Linked DNA regions of Sus scrofa: region 2 is linked to region 1. A link is a contact called in public HiChIP or PLAC-seq data. All regions are on one chromosome and are shown on one strand. The core of a region is the stretch at or near the end of the contact, and the rest is flanking DNA. Distances in the headings are between cores, read along the strand shown.

What was found. HiChIP or PLAC-seq counts read pairs in DNA pulled down with a chosen protein or histone mark.
Region 2: a contact with region 1 is called in an H3K27ac HiChIP or PLAC-seq map of skeletal muscle, with 4 times the contacts expected there. The contact joins two enhancer-like sites. A contact is called at or near these places in 1 of 47 Hi-C or Micro-C datasets (embryonic fibroblasts) and 1 of 2 datasets of contacts at active chromatin or transcription factors (skeletal muscle).

What each region holds. Positions count from the first base shown.
Region 1 is chr9:130,477,320-130,482,079 of Sscrofa11.1, reverse strand. All of the region lies in intron 7 of VASH2 (vasohibin-2), which reads left to right. Among named protein-coding and RNA genes, the nearest start is that of ANGEL2, 26 kb to the right of the region's middle. Within about 2 kb of position 2,174, at least 20 of the 83 cell types and tissues checked have an H3K27ac peak or open chromatin away from gene starts, as enhancers often do. A contact at or near this core is called in skeletal muscle, where this site is marked.
Region 2 is chr9:130,937,918-130,942,677 of Sscrofa11.1, reverse strand. No RefSeq gene overlaps it. Among named protein-coding and RNA genes, the nearest start is that of NENF, 19 kb to the left of the region's middle. Within about 2 kb of position 2,362, at least 15 of the 83 cell types and tissues checked have an H3K27ac peak or open chromatin away from gene starts, as enhancers often do. A contact at or near this core is called in skeletal muscle, where this site is marked.

The DNA of each region.
Region 1 (4,760 bases), core at 925-3,424:
TGGTCTCAACCCATTGAAGAGGTTCTGAATGGGGCCCAAGAGGTCATTCTCTTTAGATTCCAAATGAGAAACTCTCCCCAAAGGTGGAAAGGAGCAGATTTCCTTCCTGTGGAATATAGAGGGAGCCCAAGGAGCGAGGGAAAACTGGAAAGTTTACGGAGAGAGAAGCAGGGCCTCTGGGATGATGTGGCGTTTCCAAGAGAAGGTAGTTTCCAACTCAGAGGCCCGGGGCCACTTTCATTCCCCAGGGCATTGCCCATGGTCCAGGGCTCCTGGGGATGCTTGAGGAAACCAAGGTGGGGTGATGGGCCGTCAGGAAAGATTGCCTCTGGCAGAGTGAGCCAGGGGCCGCCAGGGCTGGCTAGTGTCGGCAATGAGCCAGGGTTGGGGTTTCGAGAGCAGTTTTCTGCCCTCGAAAGGAGAGATGAGATCAGAGCCCGGGAATCTCAGTGGCGTCCTGGCTCTTTGTCTCTGGCCAGGGTTCCTGCCTGGGGAGGGCTTGAGGGAAAGGGCAGAGGGCAGGAGACGCTCTCTGGAGCCACACCTCTCTAGGCTCAGGCCTGTCTGTCCACACTGCGACTTCAGCTGTCTGCCTCATCAGCTGCCAGCGGTGGGGCCTGCCGCCCTGGGAAGTAAGGAATGTGAGTGTGAAGGGGGCCTGGCTTTGAGTGAGGGTGACAGGTGGGCAGGAACCACCCCCCATCCCACGGTTCCCCCTGAGGCCCACCCCTTTAGGCCCTAAGTCCTAAATCCGGGCCTGGCCTGACCTGGCTTCTCCCAGACTAGACAAGCGGGATCCTGGGGGGTCCGCCTTAACTTGGGAGTGCCGGGAAGCATCACCCCGATCTGGCCTGCTCTGCACCCTCAACACTGAGGACCGAGAGGCTGCCTTTGTACCGTTACCGTAAATCCCTTTCTGGACTCCAGAGACCACACGGCATGGCTGTAAGCTGTGGAGTGTGAGGGTGAGTGCCCGTGAACTTGGGCATATGCACCGCTACGCTGAAGGGCTGTGACCTCAAGGGAGACGGAAGTGAGAGGCAGGAGTAGCCTGACTGCTGGCTTGTGTGTCCCCATCAGGCAGCTTTGTCTGGGGCAGAGATGGGCTGTGTCCCCGAAGTCTCTCGCACACCCAGCAGAAGGTAGATTTTTTCCCCGGAAGAACCCCAACTCCACTGGGCTGTTTGTCTTGGTAACTCCAAGACCTGCGAGCTACCTGGCACAAAGCGTTGCTTAAAAAATTCCTGTGTTGGAGTTCTCGTCGTGGCGCAGTGGTTAACGAATCCAACTAGGAACCATGAGGTTGCGGGTTCGGTCCCTGCCCTTGCTCAGTGGGTTAACGATCCGGCGTTGCCGTGAGCTGTGGTGTAGGTTGCAGACGCGGCTCGGATCCTGCGTTGCTGTGGCTCTGGCGTAGGCCGGTGGCTACAGCTCCAATTAGACCCCTAGCCTGGGAACCTCCATATACCGCGGGAGCGGCCCAAAGAAATAGCAAAAAAAAGACCAAAAAAAAAAAAAAAATTCCTGTGAGTATGTAGGCAGCAGGTGTCAGGAGCCCTGCTCTCCAGGTGCCGCTCAGGCCCTCTGACCCATCCTGCCCAGTGACAGCTTGGGGTCGGGGCTGGGGGTGTTGGGACGCAAGGAGAGGAGATGCCCCAGACACAGCCCTTAGCCAGAGGGACAGAAAGGGGGCTGGATGGTTTAGGGGGGCCCCCGTAGGCTTTCCTGCCACTTCCTGCCTCTTTCCTGAGGCCCAGCCTCACACAGATACACACCAGCTTGGCTGTTCAGGCCCCCTTCTGTCCTCAGCATGCTGCCATCCTTTTCTGCTTCTGACACTTCTTGTGGCTTCACAGGCACCAACATCCAATCCGGCTGAGCTCTTTGTGCCTTGGAGTGTGTGAAAGACTCCATGCCTTCACTCTCCCTGAACTATCAAGAAGCAGTTAGCAAACACTAGCAGTCTGTGCTGAATACAGGAGCTTGCCCCACGGCACAGCTTCTCTGTGGAACCGTCACCCTCTGCACAGCTCCGCAGCAGCTGACTCCGGGGATGCAGGCCTGAGGGTGGGGCTGCGGGTAGACTTGGGACCAGGGCTCCAGGCGGTCACCCTAGTTCACCCTGGATGTGTCACCCTGGATGTGCTGACGTGACAACAGATGAGGCTGGGAGCATCCCTTTGCGTGCAGAGAGAAGTGGCCCCCCTTCCTTCCACAAAGTGCATCAAAGGAAACCCCAAGTCCCTACCCCGCCTTCCCTAAAACGGAAGGTAGCCAAGAGCCCTTCAGAAGGAGACTCCTTTGATTTCTTGTCCTTGTTTGGACTGGGGAGGGATTTGGAGAAATATATTGTTCAGTTTAAAATAATAACCCCGGAGCTGATGTGAGGTTCTGGGCAAGTGCAGACCCGGCTGAATCATCATCCTGGTGCTTGTGTTTCTTAAAAATAACCCCCCTTGCAATAGTCTAATTATAGCCAGGGCAGCACTTGGGAGAGGCCCCTCCACATGCAAAAGCTCCCCCAGCTGCAGCCCTGACATGAGCTGGCAAGCACCGAACAGTATTTCTGGCTGGGCCCACAGGCAGGTGGCATGCTGTGATAACCCACTTCTGCCCTTTGCCAGGCCAGGAAACTGCAGCTGGTGTTGCTGTGGAAGAAGAAGGTTTCACCTTCTAGGCAGTTCACTGGGAATTACAGTTTAACTCATTTTCTGCCAGGATTTTTTCTCCCCTGGGTTTTGGGTCCCTCAGGGTAGGTGGGAGGGGTGAGGACAGATAGGGAAGGAGACAACCTAGTCGTCCCTCTCCCTTGGAAGCCCCCAAGCTGTCTGATGTTGCAGACCTACATTCAGCTGGACAAGTAGGCAGGTTCCCCTGAGTGGCTTTTTGAGATAAGGTAAAGCCTCTCCTATAAAGAAAAAAAAAAAAAAAAAAAACTTCCCACTTGTTCATTCTTAGAATGTTGTCATGGTGGCTTGAATTCCTGGCTTAGAACTTTTGCTTTTGTTCAGTAAAAATAATCCATGATAAAAAAAGGGAACATGATGAAGCCCTATTAGCCATTTACATGTTAGTAAGAACTAAAGTTTATTGAGTGGTATGGGATATTCAGCACTGGATTCAAAGACGAATTATTTGATCCCTGCTCTCAAGTTGTTTGCAGTCTCTGAGGCTGGCATGAGTAGGAACCCATGGGGTTAACAGATGCACAAAAGGAAATACCAGAGCTACGGATGGAGCGAGGAAAAGCGTGTTGTAAGGGAGGTCAGAAATACTTTATGGGAAGTTCCCGTCGTGGCGCAGTGGTTAACGAATCCAACTAGGAACCATGAGGTTGCGGGTTCGGTCCCTGACCTTGCTCAGTGGGTTAACAATCCGGCGTTGCCGTGAGCTGTGGTGTAGGTTGCAGACGCGGCTCGGATCCTGCGTTGCTGTGGCTCTGGCGTAGGCTGGTGGCTACAGCTCCGATTCTACCCCTAGCCTGGGAACCTCCATATGCCGCGGGAGCGGCCCAAGATAGCAAAAAAAAAAAAAAAAAAAAAAAAAAGAAATACTTTATGGGAGAAGTGGCATCCGGGTTGGACCTTGACGAGGTGACAAGACATGGGGGAGGTGTTCCATGAGCCACGGTGCAGAGGCAGGAGTGGCCTGGTGTCATCCTCAGATGCCTGGGAAGATGCTTTGTGCGGGAAGCAGGAGGACGGGGGGCAGTCAAGGGCATGGCTCTAAATTCTGGGGAAGAACTCTGTTTTCCACTACTTGCTAATCACGTGACTTGGCTTTGAGCAAGTTACCTAACTTTCAGTGCCTCCTCTTCTTCCTCTGCAAAGTGGATAGTAACATTATCACCCCCATAAAGTTTAGTGAGAATTAATTCATCCACATAAACTGCTTAGAATAATGGTTGGCACAGAGTCAGTGCCTCATAAGAAAAAGCTATTTATAACGGTGATTTCTCAGCACCTGGAAGGCATGGGGAACTGATAGAAAGGATGAGGAAAGTTTTAGAAAAAGGAGGCCAAAGAGCTCCAAATTCAAGTGCACTAGGAGTTCCCTGATGGCTCTGCAGCCTAAGGATCTGGCATGGGCTCTGCTGTGGCTCAGGTCACACCTGTGGTCCAAGTTCAATCCCTGGCCCTGGAACTTCCACATGCCTCAGGTGTGGCCAAAAAAATAATAATAATAATGAAATGCATCTATTTTATTTTTTTCATCTTTTTGTCTTTTGTAGGGGTGCCCCTGTGGCACATGAAGGTTCCCAGGCTGGGGGTCTAATCGGAGCTGTAGCCGCCAGCCTACACCACAGCCACAGCAACACGGGATCCAAGCCGTGTCTGCGACCTACACCACAGCTCATGGCAACGCCGGATCCTTAACCCACTGAGCAAGGCCAGGGATCCAACCCGCAACCTCATGGTTCCTAGTCGGATTCGTTAACCACTGAGCCACGACAGGAACTCCTAAAGTGCATCTATCTTCAAGGCTGCCAAATAGCAGAGTGTGGGAAAAGAAAAGGGAGACGTTTTAGAAACTACCAAACACAGAAACTACCAAAAATGTGGAAATTCAGTTCCTCAGGGCTGAGAGGCTCCAAAGTGAGGAAGCCAGGAGAGTGGCCAAAACCCGGCTTCCGAGGCGATGGCGTGCCTGTGGCTCATGCCTACGGCTCATCACGGCAGTGACCCCAGGGAGCTACCATAGGGCTGAGTGGTCGGCGTTTGTTTTTTCTCTGTGGCCTGTTCTGTCACTGACTTCCCAGC
Region 2 (4,760 bases), core at 1,113-3,612, 460 kb before region 1:
ACCTCATGGTTCCTAGTCGGATTCGTAAACCACTGAGCCATGACAGGAACTCCTGGTGTTTTTTAAATTATCCTTCTCTCCCCCAGGCTGAGATGCACTCGCCCTGCTCCCAGTCGTCTCTCCACCCCCAGCACACTGCCCAGCACCTTCTAGGTTTGACAAAATGAATGAGTGGGTGAATGGATTGATGCTCCCACACCCAGGGCCCCCCTCGCCTCGGCAGTCTCCACCCACCTGCACTTGGGGATGTAGGTCTGAATCCCAGGCCTCATCCTGGGGCTTCACCACAGCTCCCATCCCTTGGCACCAGTGGCCAAGGTCTCCAGCAGAGCCCACTGGGCATCGCTGCTTCCGGGATCCCTCCTGGACCGACTATGTCTGAGCCTTTCCGCAGGCCCGTCATGTGGGAACACATAAAAATAGTAAGTGGTTCCCTGGCAACCACCACAGCACATGGTAACCAACACGGACAGTCCTGGGAAGCCTTGAGGCTGGAGGAAAGAAGCCTTGCCCTGGCTGTTGCTATTCCGCTTGGGCTGGGCAGGACTCGGCTGCCTCTTCTCAGAGCTTCCTGGTGACCACCCGCTCTGAAGCTCAAAGGGAAAAAACAGCCAAAGGAGCTGCCCATCTGCCCAGACTCTGCATCCTTGTGGGCTGGCCCTGAACATTTGCTGCTTCCTCTGATCCTCTGCAAGGAGGTACTGATGTTTCACAGGTGACAATCTGGGTCTCAGGGAAACCATACCTCTGAGAGCAACAGGTCTAGAGTTGGGATTCCAACCCAAGATTTTTCCCATCCTGTATTCTTTCCGCTCTGCCTCATTAAACCCGAAAATCAAATCTTATGGGGATACCCACCCCCCTGGGCAGGTGGAATTAGGATGCTGCATGCTGGGCTGGTGGCAGAGACTTTAAAACCCTGGAGGTTCTCAGAGTTCCCATCGTGGCCCAGCAGTTAATGAACTTGGCTGGCATCCGTGAGGATGCAGGTTTGGTCCTGGCCTCGCTCAGTGGGTTGAGGATCAGCGTTGTCGTGAGCTGTGGTGGAGGTCGCAGGCACAGCTCACATCCCCCGTTGCTGTGGCTGTGGTGTAGGCAGGCAGCTCCAGCTCCAATTGGACCCCTAGCCTGGGAACCTCCACATGCCTTGGTTGTGGCCCTAGAAAGACAAAAATAATAATAATAATAATTAATTTAAAAAAAAACCCCTGGAGGTTCTCTTGAAAGAGACTTCTGGACTTCTTGAACCTTCTGTGATACAGGTTCAGAGTGCCGAGCCCCAGGGCCTCACACAGAGGGAGGCAGTGCGACCCAGGTTCCCCTGTGGGGGCTCAGAGCCTGATGGTAGCTGGCAACCACCCCAAAGACAGGAGCAGCTTATGTGGCTGTTGGGCCAACGACGCCCATCTGGAGGTCAGCTGAGCAGTGCCCGACTGCTTGGGCTCATCACTGCCTCCCACCCCATGTCCTGGGCTGCAGCCCAGAGCAGTCTCTTAGTACCTGGATCTCGGAAGTAGATCTGTTGCCTCCCGCTTGAGCCTCTCACCACTTTCCCATTTAGGTTTTTTTTGTTTTTTTGTTTTTTGTTTGCTGCACCCACAGCATGTGTAAGTTTCTAGGCCAGGGACTGAACTCGTGCCACAGCAGTGACCATCCTGGGTCCTTAACCGTTAGGCCACCAGGGAGCCTCCCCCACTTTCCCATTTAGCTATGACCCTCCTCTTGACCCTCAGCGGTAACCCTCTTTCTTTTTTTTTTTTTTTTTTTTTTTTGTTGTTGTTGCTATTTCTTGGGCCGCTCCCACGGCATATGAAGGTTCCCAGGCTAGGGGTTGAATCGGAGCTGTAGCCACCGGCCTACGCCAGAGCCACAGCAATGCAGGATCCGAGCCGCGTCTGCAACCTACACCACAGCTCACGGCAACGCCGGATCATTAACCCACTGAGCAAGGGCAGGGATCGAACCCGCAACCTCATGGTTCCTAGTCGGATTCGTTAACCACTGCGCCACGACGGGAACTCCCGGTAACCCCCCTTTCTGATCCATATCACTCCACGCTCTCACCATCCCCCAAACGGGGGTGGTTTCCTTTCCATAATTCATTCATTACACCGGACTTCCTACGTTCCTCTTCCAACCAACACGTGCCTGCTGTGTATCCAGCGCTGGGCTAGTCCTGGGGGAGGGGTGCAGGGGAGAAGCCAAGAAAATAGATGCAAGACCTCTTGCTGCTCTTAAGGGTCCCCGAGGCGGAGAGCCATGGGCTGAGTTGCAAAACAGTTTCCTTAGGACACAGAGCTGCTGATCTGTGGGGATCCCAGCCACGGGGTCCTGATCAGGACAAGGCTGGGGTGTGAGGCTGTGGGAGGGTGTTGGGAGTTTCATGGAAACTTCCCACCAGTTCTGGCTCACCAGCCACCAAGCGCATGGGATGGTCATGCCCCCTGGTGGTTGGTTCCTGGAACTCTCCAGCAGCTGTTTTGGAAAGCCCAGAGGATTAAGCTCCCCTCAAGAACATCTATTTTTGGTTCCCAATATTTCCACGGTGGAATACTAACAGGAGCAGCCAGCGGGCTTCCCAAAGGACCGAAAAACTGCCTGCGACTCCCACACTCTCAAGCCGTCTGTTCCCCGTGGGTCAGATCTGCCCTTTGTTCTCAGATGCAGTTCTCTCTTCCATTCGGTTTGACTAAAGGGTCCCAAGGCAGCAGCCACATGCCCCTCTGTGGCCCTCGAGCCTGGCCTCAGAGGGAAGGCTGCGTGCACATTCAGAGTGACGTGTTGGAAAGAACACTGGATCCAGGATCAGGAGGCTTGGATGCTCGCCCCACATCGGCCGCTAACTAGTGGTGAGATAATTGGTACAATAATAGCCACGTTGATTCAGGAGGTACTGAGTCAGGCACTGCACCAAGAGCCATGTTGATTCAGGAGGTACTGAGTCAGGCACTGCACCAAGAGCTTCACCTACACTGTTGACGTGGATCCGTACAGCAAATCTCTGAGGTTGGCATTGTTGTTATTTCCATTTAAGAGGTGAAGAAATCAAGGCACAGAGAGGTTAAGTAAATTTCCCAAGCTCACACAGTGTGTGGCAGGGTCAGGACCTAAGTTCCCGGCAGGGTCCACGAATAGTTTTGAAAGGTCCCCCAGGTGACCGTGGTGTGGAGCCATCTCTGGAAGCTCTGGGGTCCCATCAGCTCTAACATCCAGGGAGCCCAATGCCTTCGGAAGGTTGGGAGGTGAGGTTGTGACAAGGAAGAAGCCTGGGTGAGGCCCCGTGGCGTTCAGGACCACGAGCCTAGTGGGGACACTGCAGAGGGCAGAGTGATCCTCCTGCCCGCTGTCCTCTCCACCAGGCAACGGTTTACAGGAAAGGAGAGTACTTGCCTTCCATGATATTCTCAGTTACGCCACCCACACCACTAATTCACAGATCCACCATCCAGCAACATATCACAACTCATCCCAAATCATTTCATATTGTTACGTTGATTCATTGGACAAACCCTTACAGAGACCTACGAGGGGCCAGGCACTGGGACCGATGCTGGGGCTACAGTGATGTTGGGGCTACAGTGCTGAAGGAGAGCGGCACAGCCCTGTCCTTGTGGGTCTGTGTCTTGAGGCGGAGGAGACAGGCAATAAACAAACCGCAAAAAGAAAAAAAGAAAAGAAAAAGAAAAAAGAGAATTGCCATCACGACAGGGGCTCTGAAGGAAACAGCAACGACACACGGGGATGGAGAGCAGTGGCGTGGCCGAGGGACCTAATCAGCCGGAGTGGGCTGGGAAGATCTCTCCGAGGAGGAGACGGTTAAACGGAGCCCTAAAGAAAGTTCTTGGTCTGACCTCCTATGGGTAAAGGAGTTTCATTGTGTTTCCTGCGTGATAAGCAATTTAATGCAGAGCTGGCTTTATCTCAGCTCCTGGGATTCTTGTCCATGACAGTGGGACAGGGGCACCGGTGATGCTGCCTCCCGCACATGCCCAGATGTGGCTCCCCAGATGGAGAAGTTTGAGCTTCCTTTTGGTATAAGGGTCTCAAACCAGGGGCTGGTTGGGGGTGTGGAAGTAACGAGGCCCAGGGGCTGGCGGTATAGACTCAGAGCAGTCCCCCCCCCCGTCAATGCGTGTTTGCTGACTTAGCTCTGATACCCAAGGGGTAGGACCTACAATCCAGCCTGCAAGGAGGCAGTTTTGGTCTTTGCATGTGTGTATGTCAATGTGTGTGTGTGTCTATCTATGTGTGTGTGTTTGTGTATATCTGTGCTTCTGTGTATGTGCGTATCTGGTGTATTTGTGTGTGGTACGTGTATATTTGTATTTCTGTGTGTATATTTTTGTGAATCTCTTTATATCTGTGTGTATATCCACTTGTGTGTATCTGTATGTATATCTGCCTGTGTATCTGTATCTGTGCGTGTATATTTGTGTGAATCTGTGTTTATATCTGTGTGTATATCCATTTGTGTATATCTGCATCTGTGTATCCATGTGTGTATCTGTGTGTGTGTGCATGCAGGCACACCGGAGCAGGAGAAGAGGCTCACATTCCAGCCCGGGTACACTGGTCTTTGTCTCCCTCTGCAGCTCTGGGGCTGGGACCAGGCAAGGGGCCTTTGGCTTAGGCAGCTGCTCCAGGTTCTGCCAGTAGGAGGCGCCAGGAGAGACCTGGTGAGCTGGAGGGAGACCTGCTCTGTCCCTGAGCAGCTTGGCTTTGCAATACTTCCTTCTCCCCAGCAACAGGTCCCTGCCCAC